Linked DNA regions of Rattus norvegicus: region 1 is linked to region 2. A link is a contact called in public Hi-C data. All regions are on one chromosome and are shown on one strand. The core of a region is the stretch at or near the end of the contact, and the rest is flanking DNA. Distances in the headings are between cores, read along the strand shown.

Region 1 (5,459 bases), core at 2,438-4,937, 140 kb before region 2:
ACACAGAGTTGTTCTGCTTGTGCATTCAAGTGGTATGAAATGTTTAGATGAGAGTTTAAAAAGTTTTGCACTGGGCTGGAGAAATGGCTCAGTGGTTAAGAATACTTGCTGCTCTTACACAGGTAAAGGGTTCGGTTCTCAGCACCTACATGACAGCTCATGACAGTTCTAAGGGAACCCCTCAATGACCCCTTCTGGCCCCTATGGATAGGCACCAGGCATATATGTGGTGCATATACAGACATCCAGGTAAACACACACATAACATAAAAAAAAAAATCTTAAAATAAAACAAAAACAAAACAAAACAAAAAAACAAACCTTAGAACTTTTGCACTATGGAATTCCGAGACAGAAATGGTTAGTCTGAAGGTGCCTTAATCCGATACTGGTTGGGAGGTGGTGGCACTTTCATCCCAGAACTTGGGAGGCAGAGGCAGGCAGATCACTGAAGGATGGTTGCCAGCAGGGCCTGCCTGGTCTACACAGCAAGTTTCAGAACAGCCAGGGCTACACAGAGAAACCCTATCTTTAATAAATAAGACACTGGAGAAAAAGAGGGTTCTGATGAGAGAACTGGAAGAAGAAAAAGGCATTACCTTCCTCCTCTGTGTCTTCCCCACTGGTCAGTTCATACAGGGTGAACACAGAGTTATTCTGGCCACTCCTGGAAACCTGGGGGCACAAAGAAATGAGGGCTGAGCAAGGACCAAGAGTCTCCTGGGAGAGGGTGACCTTCAGCTCTACCTGTTTTTCTTCTCCAGGAATGGTGCCTGTACCCAAATCAGGACTGTCCCCTCTGCTGGGTCCTAGGCCCATAAACCCTACAGGCGCTATATCCGTATGTGTGCAGACACATTCAGAACCACCAAACCACAGCCTTTCACGTGTCTCCAAAGTGACCTCTCACTCTGGTTATTTTCTGTTCAGGAATGGGTGGTGTGTATTTGTTATATTTAGGCCGCTGATGCTTCCTCCCCTCCTCCTCTCTTGGGAATGTTTGGAGCTGGTGGTAAGTAGGAATTTGAGGGACAGAGTATTCTGTCGTCACACCCACACTGGTTCAGAAGGTCTCATTCATGTGGACAACGCCATGAGCGCACAGTGGGAGAGGGAACCCAGGTTTTTTTTTTTTTTTCCCTCCCTTCCTTTCCCCATTTATCTCCTGTGGCCAGAGGCTCCGGCCAACAATAGCACTCATGGTTCCCAGTATTGCATTCTCCAAACATGGCCTCACGCAGCCTCTGGCCTCCTACAGGCAAAGAAAGAGAGATTCTGTGCAGGAGAGACATTGCGTCACTGAAGGACGGTTGCCGTTGCCAGCGGGGCCCATGCTTCCCCTCTCACCCACTCCCCACTTTGCCAGGTCAGCATCTAAGAACGCCCGCTCTCTGTTGGGCACAGGTAACAATTCTTCATTGCCATGGGTCATTGCTCAGTGTTTAGCAGGGCGGCCTCACCCATTGATAAATGAGTTTCCCCCATTCTTCTGGCCTCCGCCACATGATCAGGAAGCTAGACTTATTCTTATCCAACCACTCGAGGTTCCCTGCAAAACAGATACCTATGAAGGAATCATGCTCTTCAAAAGGCACAGAGGCAAATGCCAACATTGGACAGGGTGGACAAGACTCTGCTTTCAGAACAAGAGATACCATATTTATTTTACCATTCTTATTTATATGGCATCCTGTTCTCCTTAGTCTATCTTTCTTAGGCCACAGAGGGATTTTAATTTTGTATACTAAGGAAGTGGGTAATAACTGGGCCATCTCACATCTCAGAATACTTGGGGTTTCAAGCTGGGGGAAACACACAAAACAAGTCATTAAATGGAGAGTTGCCCTGCTGTAACCTCAGAAAAAAACCCAAGTAGGAAGAAAAAAATGGGGGTGGGGGAGGGAAAGAGCTGGATAGATGGCCCAGTGGTTAAGGACACTGTTTTTCCAGACAACCTGGCTTCACATCCCAGCACTCATGTGTCAGCTCACAACTGTAACTCTAGTTCCAAGAGATCTGACACCTTCATACAGATATATATGAAGGCCAATACCACTGCACATTTAAAAAATAGTGTTGGGGGGTTGGGGATTTAGCTCAGTGGTAGAGCGCTTGCCTAGGAAGCGCAAGGCCCTGGGTTCGGTCCCCAGCTCCGAAAAAAAGAACCAAAAAAAAAAAAAAAAAAATAGTGTTGGGCTAGAGAGGTAGCTCAGTGGTTAAGAGCACTGACTGCTCTTCCAGAGGTCCTGACTTCAAATCCCAGCAACCATATGGTGGCTCACAACCATCTGTAATGAGATCCAATGCCCTCTTCTGGTGTGTCTAAGACAGCCACAGTGTACTCATATATATTAAAAATAAATAAATTAATTAAAAAAATAGTGTTTAAAAAAAAAAGACAGGTCTCTGAGGAACTGAACCCACCTTTCTTCCTCAGTTCTTCTAATACAATCTGAATCGACTCCACAGGAAGTTTCCCTGGTTTAAGGTTAAGGGGATGGGCTACATGTGAATTGGGTTAAATAAAAAAATTTCAAAAAAAAAATTTTTCAGAGTTAGGCTCATGATGAAGAGTCATCTAGGCCCCTCCTTTCCCTGCTATACATACATGCAATTCTTGAAGAAGATAGAAGTTTGCATTTCCTCAGTATTCTGGAAAGGAGGGTAAAAAGAACTAAGAGTTCTAGCAAAGTATGGTGCCATAGGCCTGTAATACCAGCTCTTATGGGATGGACAGAGGAGAATCACCAGCCCAAGGATGGGCTGGGCTATAGAGATCAGGTCTCAAAAAAGAACAAGAGTTTTAGAAAATAAAGGGTGTTACCCTTTCCTTCACTCTCTGCCCTTTTCTCCACAAATTTTACCTATGAATCAGACTGCAAAAATAAATGACCCTCACTTCCTGGGAGAGGTGGGGTTGAGTGCACAAGGTTATTAAAGATGGTTTGGGATTTGAGCCTCACAGAAAGGAGACTCAAATAGTTTTAAAGGGTCGAGTTTGTAAAGCATGGGACTTGACTTAAAAGACCCCAGCCTCATTGACTAGGGTGGGGTTGGGGGGTACTGTTTGCAAGAGTGCATATAAAAATGATTGTCTGCCATGTATTATAGCTCTTTCCCAAGTCCAGTTTGAATAGAAACCTGCCTACTGTGGGTAAAGGGAGGAGGGGAGATGCAGTCCGGGCATGTAGAAAAGTGTGGGAGTGTGTGTGGGCTATGGAAGAGCCTGAGGGAGGATACGCTGTAGCTTGACGTTGTTGAAGAGCGGGCTCTCCTGGGCTTCCATCACCGTCATGCTGGACTGTTTGTGCAGGCGGCAGAAGGACAGAACCAGAGAGCACCAGGCGGCCAGCTGCTTCTGCCGGGTGTCCACGTTCGGCTGTAACCTGCCGGGTGAAGGGAGTGGGACGCAGAATTAGAGAGTGTAAAACGACGGAAGCAGCACCAGCCCAGCAGCACATTAGGGAAGAAAGTGATGGGCTGGTTGGACGGAAGACGGCCGGCGGCTCCTTTCTCCCCCGGAACCCCAAGAGAATCATCAAGGATGAGCCCTGGGCCCCGGGGATGGGGAGGGAGCTACACTGAGCTTCTCAGGGTCTGAGCCTCACGTAAAGAAGGGCGGGAAGCGGTACTGCCACGGCCACTCGAAACTCATCGCCATCGTAGTAGCCCACAAAACCCGGAACCGACAAGGGGTTTCCGGTCTCCGCCTCAGCATGTCCGGGCCGCCAGCACAGCAGAAAGGTTCCGGACTCTTCTCGGGAGGAGCACAGCAGGATGAGAGTGGTCCTTGTCACTAGTCAATCTGCTGCTGTCTAAAGAAAAACTTCACCATGAAACGCAGAAAGAGCTCTGGGGTCTTTTGGTTAAACAAAGGAAAAAATAGTGACTAATGCAAACTGCGAGATCAGCCGAATGCAAGTAGAATCCACATCTGGAGGCTTCTTTACCTTCCTGTCAATTATCAGTTTAAACTCACGATTCCGAAATCTCCTGCATTCCCACCCAGATTGGCCTCACTCCTGTAGAACCACAGGAGCCTATTGTGTGGTTTGCATCACTATACGTGATTTTCAAAGGATCAAAACTTTTGGGTTTTTTTCCCAAAGAATCAAAACTAACATTTAGTTCTTAACCTCTCCCACAACCTCACCTTTCTAGACCCCAGATTTGGAATCCCTTTGGCTTCATCTGACTCATACCCAGCCTTTGTCTGTCTCTTTGCCTGCCTAAACTACCGGTCAGTTCGCAAACCAGAACTACTGTTTCCATTCTCCTGAGTACTTCCACTGCTGAGCTATGGAAAATTGCTGAAGACCAGCACATGTTTACTGAGACCCAGACTCGCTGACTAATCTCACTACTGGACTCTCAGGGGAGCGTTGTTGGATCTAGAAATACAAGTTTGGGAGTCTTCTGACATGACCTGCAATATGAACCCATTTGAGGGATGAGAGCGCTAAACAAAAGGTGTATTGAAAAGAAGGCTGACCTTGTGCTGCTAGGAAATGCTCACCTTTAAAGAGTAAGGGAAAACTGGGCTGTTTTCATTGGTTCCCTGTTATCCTCATTCAAGATAGTCTGTCTGTGTCTATCTTTCTGCTCCCTGCAGAATGATTATGAGACTCCCTTAATCTCTCTGTCAGGATGTTTAATTCATAGCTGCAAAGTTCCTTCCCATTATCCTTCCCTTTTCTTTGGACTCAGAAGCGTCATTCTTCCTTTATAAGACTTTGTAACGGGGTTGGGGATTTAGCTCAGTAGTAGAGCGCTTGCCTAGCAAAGCCCTGGGTTCGGTCCCCAGCTCCGAAAAAAAGAAAAGAAAAAGACTTTGTAACACATTGCCATCACTTATGCCTCTATTTCCATTTTCTTCAGGACATCACTGTCTTCATGCCTCTCTCCCTTTCTTTGTAGCTCAGTTTATTCCTATTTAAAAGCAATGTTAGTTGAGCATGCTTTTAATCCCAGGGCTCAACCTTTAATTCTACTGTCTCAACCTTCTGAGAACTGAGATTATATATGTGTGACGTGTCTGTGGTCTTAAAAAAAAAAAAAAAACAAAAAAACAAAAAAACCACAAACAAAGAAAAAAACATGAGGTCCTATTGGGTGACCAGACTGGCCTTGAATTCTTATTCTTCTGTCTCAATTTTCCCAGTGATGGGTTTATAAGTGTGTTCCACCACACCTAGTTTTCTCTCATTCTTATGTTTTTGCTTTGTTTTGCTTTTCAAGACAGGGTTTCTCTGTGTAACCCTGGCTATCCCGGAACTCCCTCTGTAGACCAGGTTAGCAGTGAACTCCAAGATCTGCTTGCCTCCACTTCCTGAGTGCTGGTGTTTAAAGGGGTGAGAGCCACCACTGCCTGGCTCTCTCACATTCTTCAAAGGTGAGTATTTACCTAAAGTCAAACCTCAACTATCTTCTTTTCAATACATTTTAAAAACTCTTATACA
Region 2 (5,539 bases), core at 57-2,556:
TCTGACCTAGTTTCATCTGTAGAAAAACCACAGGGTCTGTGCCCACCCAAGGAGTTGAGAGCCCTGCAGGAGAACAGTAATGACCTGGGAGAATCCGCTGGCCCAGTTGTTGCCAGCCCCTCCTCCATGCTCGGACAGGTAGATGTTCTCTGGGTTGTAGAGCTTGGCATAGGAGGAGTTGAGGATGGAATGGATCACCCGGGGCTCCAGGTCCAGCAGCACAGCCCGGGGGATGTAATGCTCATCGTCTGCCTGTCAAAGGGAAAGCCAGGATTGGCCCAGGGAGCTAGGATGAGTCAAGTCCTGAGTCCCCCAACTCTGGTTTCGGCAGGCCCTCCCTCAAGACAGCCATTCTGTTCCCATCTGCCCAGTGACTTTCCCAGTACCAGGTCGCCACCAGTACCTTCATGTCCCCAGGGACCTGGCAAGTCACTGGGGTGGGTTCGGGGGAGGGGGCACCTGGTAGAAAAAGACGTCCTTGCGGTCAGTGCCCTCGGTGGCGAACTCCTCTACGATGCCCTCGGGGCTGATGCCATGCTCAGCACATAGCTGTTTCCAGAACTCGAACCCAACTAAGAGAGGGAGGCGGGAGGAGAAGAAAAAGGATACGTGGGTCTGGGTAGGTTCCAAATAGCCAGTGGGGGATTGAACGCCTGAGTCTAGGGATCAAGATTATCCTTGGGACTTCCTAGTGTCTAGGCCAGCAACTGGACAAGGGAAGGTTCATAGGCTTTGGGCAGTTGGGTACAGGGTTGGAGGACGCCTTTGTCGGGGAGAACTAGGATTCTGAGGACAGACCGAATCTACGACCTTATTGCGAGGCCCTACTGCACCTAAGGAACCTGGCAGGCAGAGGGTCTGGAGGTTCGCTCACTCTGATTGCCGCACTGGCCCAACTGTAGGGTGATGATTTCTCTCGGCATCGCTCCTCAGACATAGGCGTTGCAGTCTCTCCCGCCAGCAACGCCGCCGACCGCTAGCGCGCTCGCCCGCAAGACGCAGGCGCTAGGCAATGCGCTCCACCCCTGATCTTTCCCCGCTCCAATGGGAGCTAAGCTCCGCAGATGGAATTTCCTCCTTCATTGGGCTTCAGTAGTGCAGGTTGCGCGTGCGCGGCTCCGAATCGCGCTCAGCGCCCGGAACGTATTTTGACGCAACATTCTCTTCCGTCCGGAGAATGCGCACAGGAGTTTATGCGCACGCGCGCGTGGGACGAACAGGCTTAGCAACTCCCTCTCCTTCCCCTCCCGGCCGCAGCTAAATCGCGCTTCTGCGCAGTTGGTGTTATTGTGACTGCCGGGCCGTGGCCCCGGATGTTGTGGCTGCTGGAGGGGAGATGGAGGAGGCTGAAGGGGTGGCCGCGGCCCCGGGTCCATCTTCGGGGTTGGCTTTCAGGGGCCGCCGAGCTATGTCCGGCTCCTGGGAGCGCGACCAGCAGGTTGAGGCGGCGCAGCGAGCCCTGGTAGAGGTGCTGGGGCCTTACGAGCCTCTGCTGAGCCGGGTTCAGGCAGCCCTGGTGTGGGAGCGGCCGGCCAGGAGCGCCCTGTGGTGCCTGGGGCTGAACGCGGCGTTCTGGTGAGAGACCTGGACCCTCGCTGACCCTACTAGGCGGGAATTCATCAGGTTGCTCTGGGGGGATCTATCTCTCACCTGCCCTGCCCTGTTTTCTTTCGCTGCCCTGACTGCTTCTTAAACTTGCCTTATGATGCTTCACTTTCCCCTACATCACGTCCGCCTCCAGGCTTTGGCACCCCGGGTGCTCGCAGTGCCTTCCCGATCTTCCCCGGTCTTCCCCGCTTTCCCCGCGCCCCCACTCTCGCCCCGGACACTCTCCACGAGCTTCTGGTAACATCCCAAGTCGCTCGCAGTAAGCCAGAGTGCCTCTTGTTAGCTAGAGAAAGCGATTTCACTTTGAGACTTATTTCCTCCGTTTCTCTTGCTTGTCCCAGTGTGATTCCCAGAGATTTTAACTTAGGGTGGGAAGAGAGGCAGCAGGACTTGAAAAATGGTACCCAGGGGTGTAGGAGGAAAACAAGCTTGAGCCGGTTATCATGGATTAGCATGTTAGATACTGTCTCACCCAGTCAAGTTGGTGAAGTCGGTATGGAGTTTCAGCTTGAAAGAAAAGTAGATGGTATTAAGAAGAAAAAGAATTACAGAACGCTGATGAGATTTCATTTGTTTCAGAGCCACTTAGGTTTGCAACTCTTCTCCCAAGAAATTAGGAAGACCTTAGCCATGGTTTAAGGCTCAAGGGGTTTGAGGGTATCTGAGAACCGTGGAGTCCCTTTAGCTGGACAAGTGGCTTTATGTTAAAGTGTGCGTTTCATTCATTGAATAATGAAACCACCTGGGAGTGGGGTTTGGCCCTCATCGAGTCTACCAACCATAGTTTGGGTTTATTAATAACCATAATACTGATCAAATTCCAAGGGAACTGACACGTGTACTGAGGCCTCTACAACCAAAAGAGATAAGACTATCTTGAATTACCTGAAAAAGCAAAAGTGTGTGTGTGTGCGTATGTATGTATGTATGTATGTATGTATGTTGGAGTTCTGGAGCTAGAACAGGCGACCTTGTGTATGCTGGGCAAATGTTCCAACAGTGAACTTCAGGCCACTGTCATCGGTTTTTGGTAATGCTTCTTTCCTGACCTCAGATACCAGCTTTCTCCCGTTCGTAGTGCTTGTCCAGGCAGAACATCCAGGAAAAAAGAAACCGATGTTTATTAAAGCAGTTTTTAGAATGCAGACTTCAGGTATACATCACAGGCAGTTCTGACTGAACCCACCCACCCTCCCTCCCTCCCTCCCTCCCTCCCTTCCTTCCTTCTTAAAAAGAATTAGGGTTTCATTACATAGCCCTAGCTAGCCTGGCACTCTGTAGATCAGGCTGACCTCAAACTGCCTCTGCCTCCCAAGGGCTGGGATTAAAGGAGTTCACCAGTATGCCTGGCTGATGAAACATGTTTTTTAAAGATTTGTTTTTATTATTTTAATTGTATGTGCACAAGTGTGCACCAGATGAGTTGCAGGTCTGTGGAGGTTCGAGGCATCGGATCCCCCTGGTGCTGGAGACGGGCGAGGGGCCCAGTGTCGATGCTGGGAACTGAACTTTTCCAGAAGAGCAGTGTGAGTCATCTCTTCAGCACTGGAACACATTTTAAAGTTGCAACAGTATTTGCTGGTCCTCAACAGTGTATTACTTTTTGGTTCCATATACCCTACGCTGGCCTGGAACATTCCGTGTAGTAGGCCTTGAACTTCTGATCTTCCTGCTCCCTGCTCCTGAAGATTGGGACTATTGACATTGGCCACCATGCTGTACCAGTAGTGTTTACTTAGGCTAAGTCTGTGTTTAGAATCTTTCTCAGAACCCCGCTTGTGCTTTGGATCTCTTAAAAATCGTGACTGATCTTTATCTCTGGCATTTCCTGGTAGTTTGCCTGCTGTGTAGCCACAATACAGGAGGTGGGGGAGAGATCCACCAAAGTGAGGGTGGTTTAAGACTTAAAGAACAATGGAGCTTGTCATTTATAGAGGGGACTCATACCTTAGGAAGGGCACACATAGTATTAAGGTCCAAGATGTTAAATAGTCAGACATTGGCACTCGGAATTGTTTTGGGAGAAGTGAACTTCCTTCGAAGTTTGAGGGTTAAGCATGGTTCACTCCTTGGTAGTGTCTTTGTAAGTGTTGACATTTCACTTAGGGAAGTAAAGAATGACTGTTTGGATTTTCAGCATTTTAAAGAAGTGTCGTTAAGTTGGGTCAGAAACAACAAATCTGAAATACTTCTCGTTAGGTGGTTTTTGATGTGTCAGAAGATTAGTACAAAAAAGTCACCAAGTCATCTCAGGGCTAGAGTCCACTTAGGGTAATGGAATCCACCTCCAAACCTGATGCCTCAACCCAGCTCCTGTAAGCTGTCCTCTGCCTTACACACACACACACACACACACACACACTCTCTCTCTCTCTCTCTCTCTCTCTCTCTCTCTCTCTCTCACACACACACACATTCACTCACTCACACTCACTCCGAAAGTCCTCCAGATTCAGGGCACCTAGTGCTTTTAGTGTTGTGCATTCTCTGGTGTAGTTCTGCCTGTACCTGTGAAGAAATCCTTGTAGTAGTGTGGTGCCACCATGTATTTCCAGGGTGTCCCCTCCCAGGCTCTAGAGAAATTAGGGTGACCCTATCAAAAATCTTGTAACCCACATCACTTCTGGTCCCTGATGTGTTACTATCTTTAGGATAATGATGGCCTCCCTCTAAATGCTTATGTTTTCATCACTCTCACCCCATCTGTAGATGTGTGATCCTCAGGGAAACCATGAAAAGTCAGCAAGAGCGCATCACAACAGGATCAGAAAAGGACAGGTTCCAGGAGCCTTGATGGGACTGATAGGAGATAAGGGAGCACGGGAGTAAAAGGAGCTCTGGAAGTGTACAGGCACTGCTGGCCTTAACTTCATGAACAGCACAGAGCTCACAGATAAAAGACTATGGAGCTCCCTTCCAGGGTTGTTCCTGTGATTCTAGGTGGCCTTTGGGGACATGAGCATTATCCACAGTTGATGTCCTGTTGAACTGTTTTGGGAATACAGTCACCAATTTTTTTTTTTTTAAAGATTTATTTATTTTTTATATGTGAGTACACTGTAGCTGTCTTCAGACACACCAGAAGAGGGCATCGGACCCCATTACAGATGGTTGTGAGCCACCATGTGGTTGCTGGGAACTGAACTTGGGACCTCTGGAAGAGCAGTCAGTGCTCTTTTCTTTCTTTCTTTTTTTTTTTTTCTTTTTTCTTTTTTTCGGAGCTGGGGACCGAACCCAGGGCCTTGCGCTTGCTAGGCAAGCGCTCTACCACTGAGCTAAATCCCCAACCCCGCAGTCAGTGCTCTTAACTGCTGAGCCAGCTCTCCAACCCCACAGTCACCAATCTTACCAGTCACCAACAATTCTTACCAGAATAGTTAACTATTCTGTACTCAGAATGTGAAAGGGGTCTGTGATTATGGACGATGTTATTTGAATGAATTTTTAAGAAGTTTTTTTTCTAAACAAAATTAAAAGTGATCTGAGAAGTGCTTAAAGGTATGCAACAGTTCTCATTTACAAAGTTAGAATCCAACTAAAAACCAGTAGGAAATGGAACGGAGAGCATGTCCCCCCACTCCGACCCCCGTCATGGAACACTGGATTTGTAGACCAGGCTGGCCCTGAACTCAGAGATCCACCTGTCTCTTGTCTCCCAACCGCCTCCTCCTCCCCCTCCTCCTCTCCTCCATCTTCCTACCCTTTTCTTCCTCATCTTCCTCTTCCTCCTCTTTTTTAATGAGTTCTGGAGATGTTTAGAAAAGTAAACAAACATTTTAAGATTTTAGTTTTCCTTTAAATGACAAGGAAAGCCCATTTCAATAGAGACATTTATTCTGTGGTGAATCAGAGTGGTGCAAGCTGCTAGCCCCAGCACTCGGGAGGCAGATCTCTGTGAGATCAAAACTAGCTTGTTCCTATATAGTGAGTT

Evidence for each region. A called contact is a pair of places that touch in the nucleus more often than the background predicts.
Region 1: a contact with region 2 is called in a Hi-C map of kidney, with 2.4 times the contacts expected there. The contact joins the promoter of Vps25 here to the promoter of Retreg3 in region 2.

The regions. Positions count from the first base shown.
Region 1 is chr10:86,694,615-86,700,073 of GRCr8, reverse strand. It overlaps Vps25 (vacuolar protein sorting 25 homolog), which reads right to left and starts at 3,687. Exons shown (of 6, transcript NM_001173451.1): 1 at 3,609-3,687; 2 at 3,241-3,386; 3 at 2,425-2,478; 4 at 1,461-1,549; 5 at 600-675. The coding sequence starts at 3,661.
Region 2 is chr10:86,548,640-86,554,178 of GRCr8, reverse strand. It overlaps Retreg3 (reticulophagy regulator family member 3), which reads left to right and starts at 1,306. Exons shown (of 9, transcript NM_001135804.1): 1 at 1,306-1,575. The coding sequence starts at 1,337. It overlaps Tubg1 (tubulin, gamma 1), which reads right to left and starts at 1,036. Exons shown (of 11, transcript NM_145778.2): 1 at 875-1,036; 2 at 460-572; 3 at 85-252. The coding sequence starts at 923.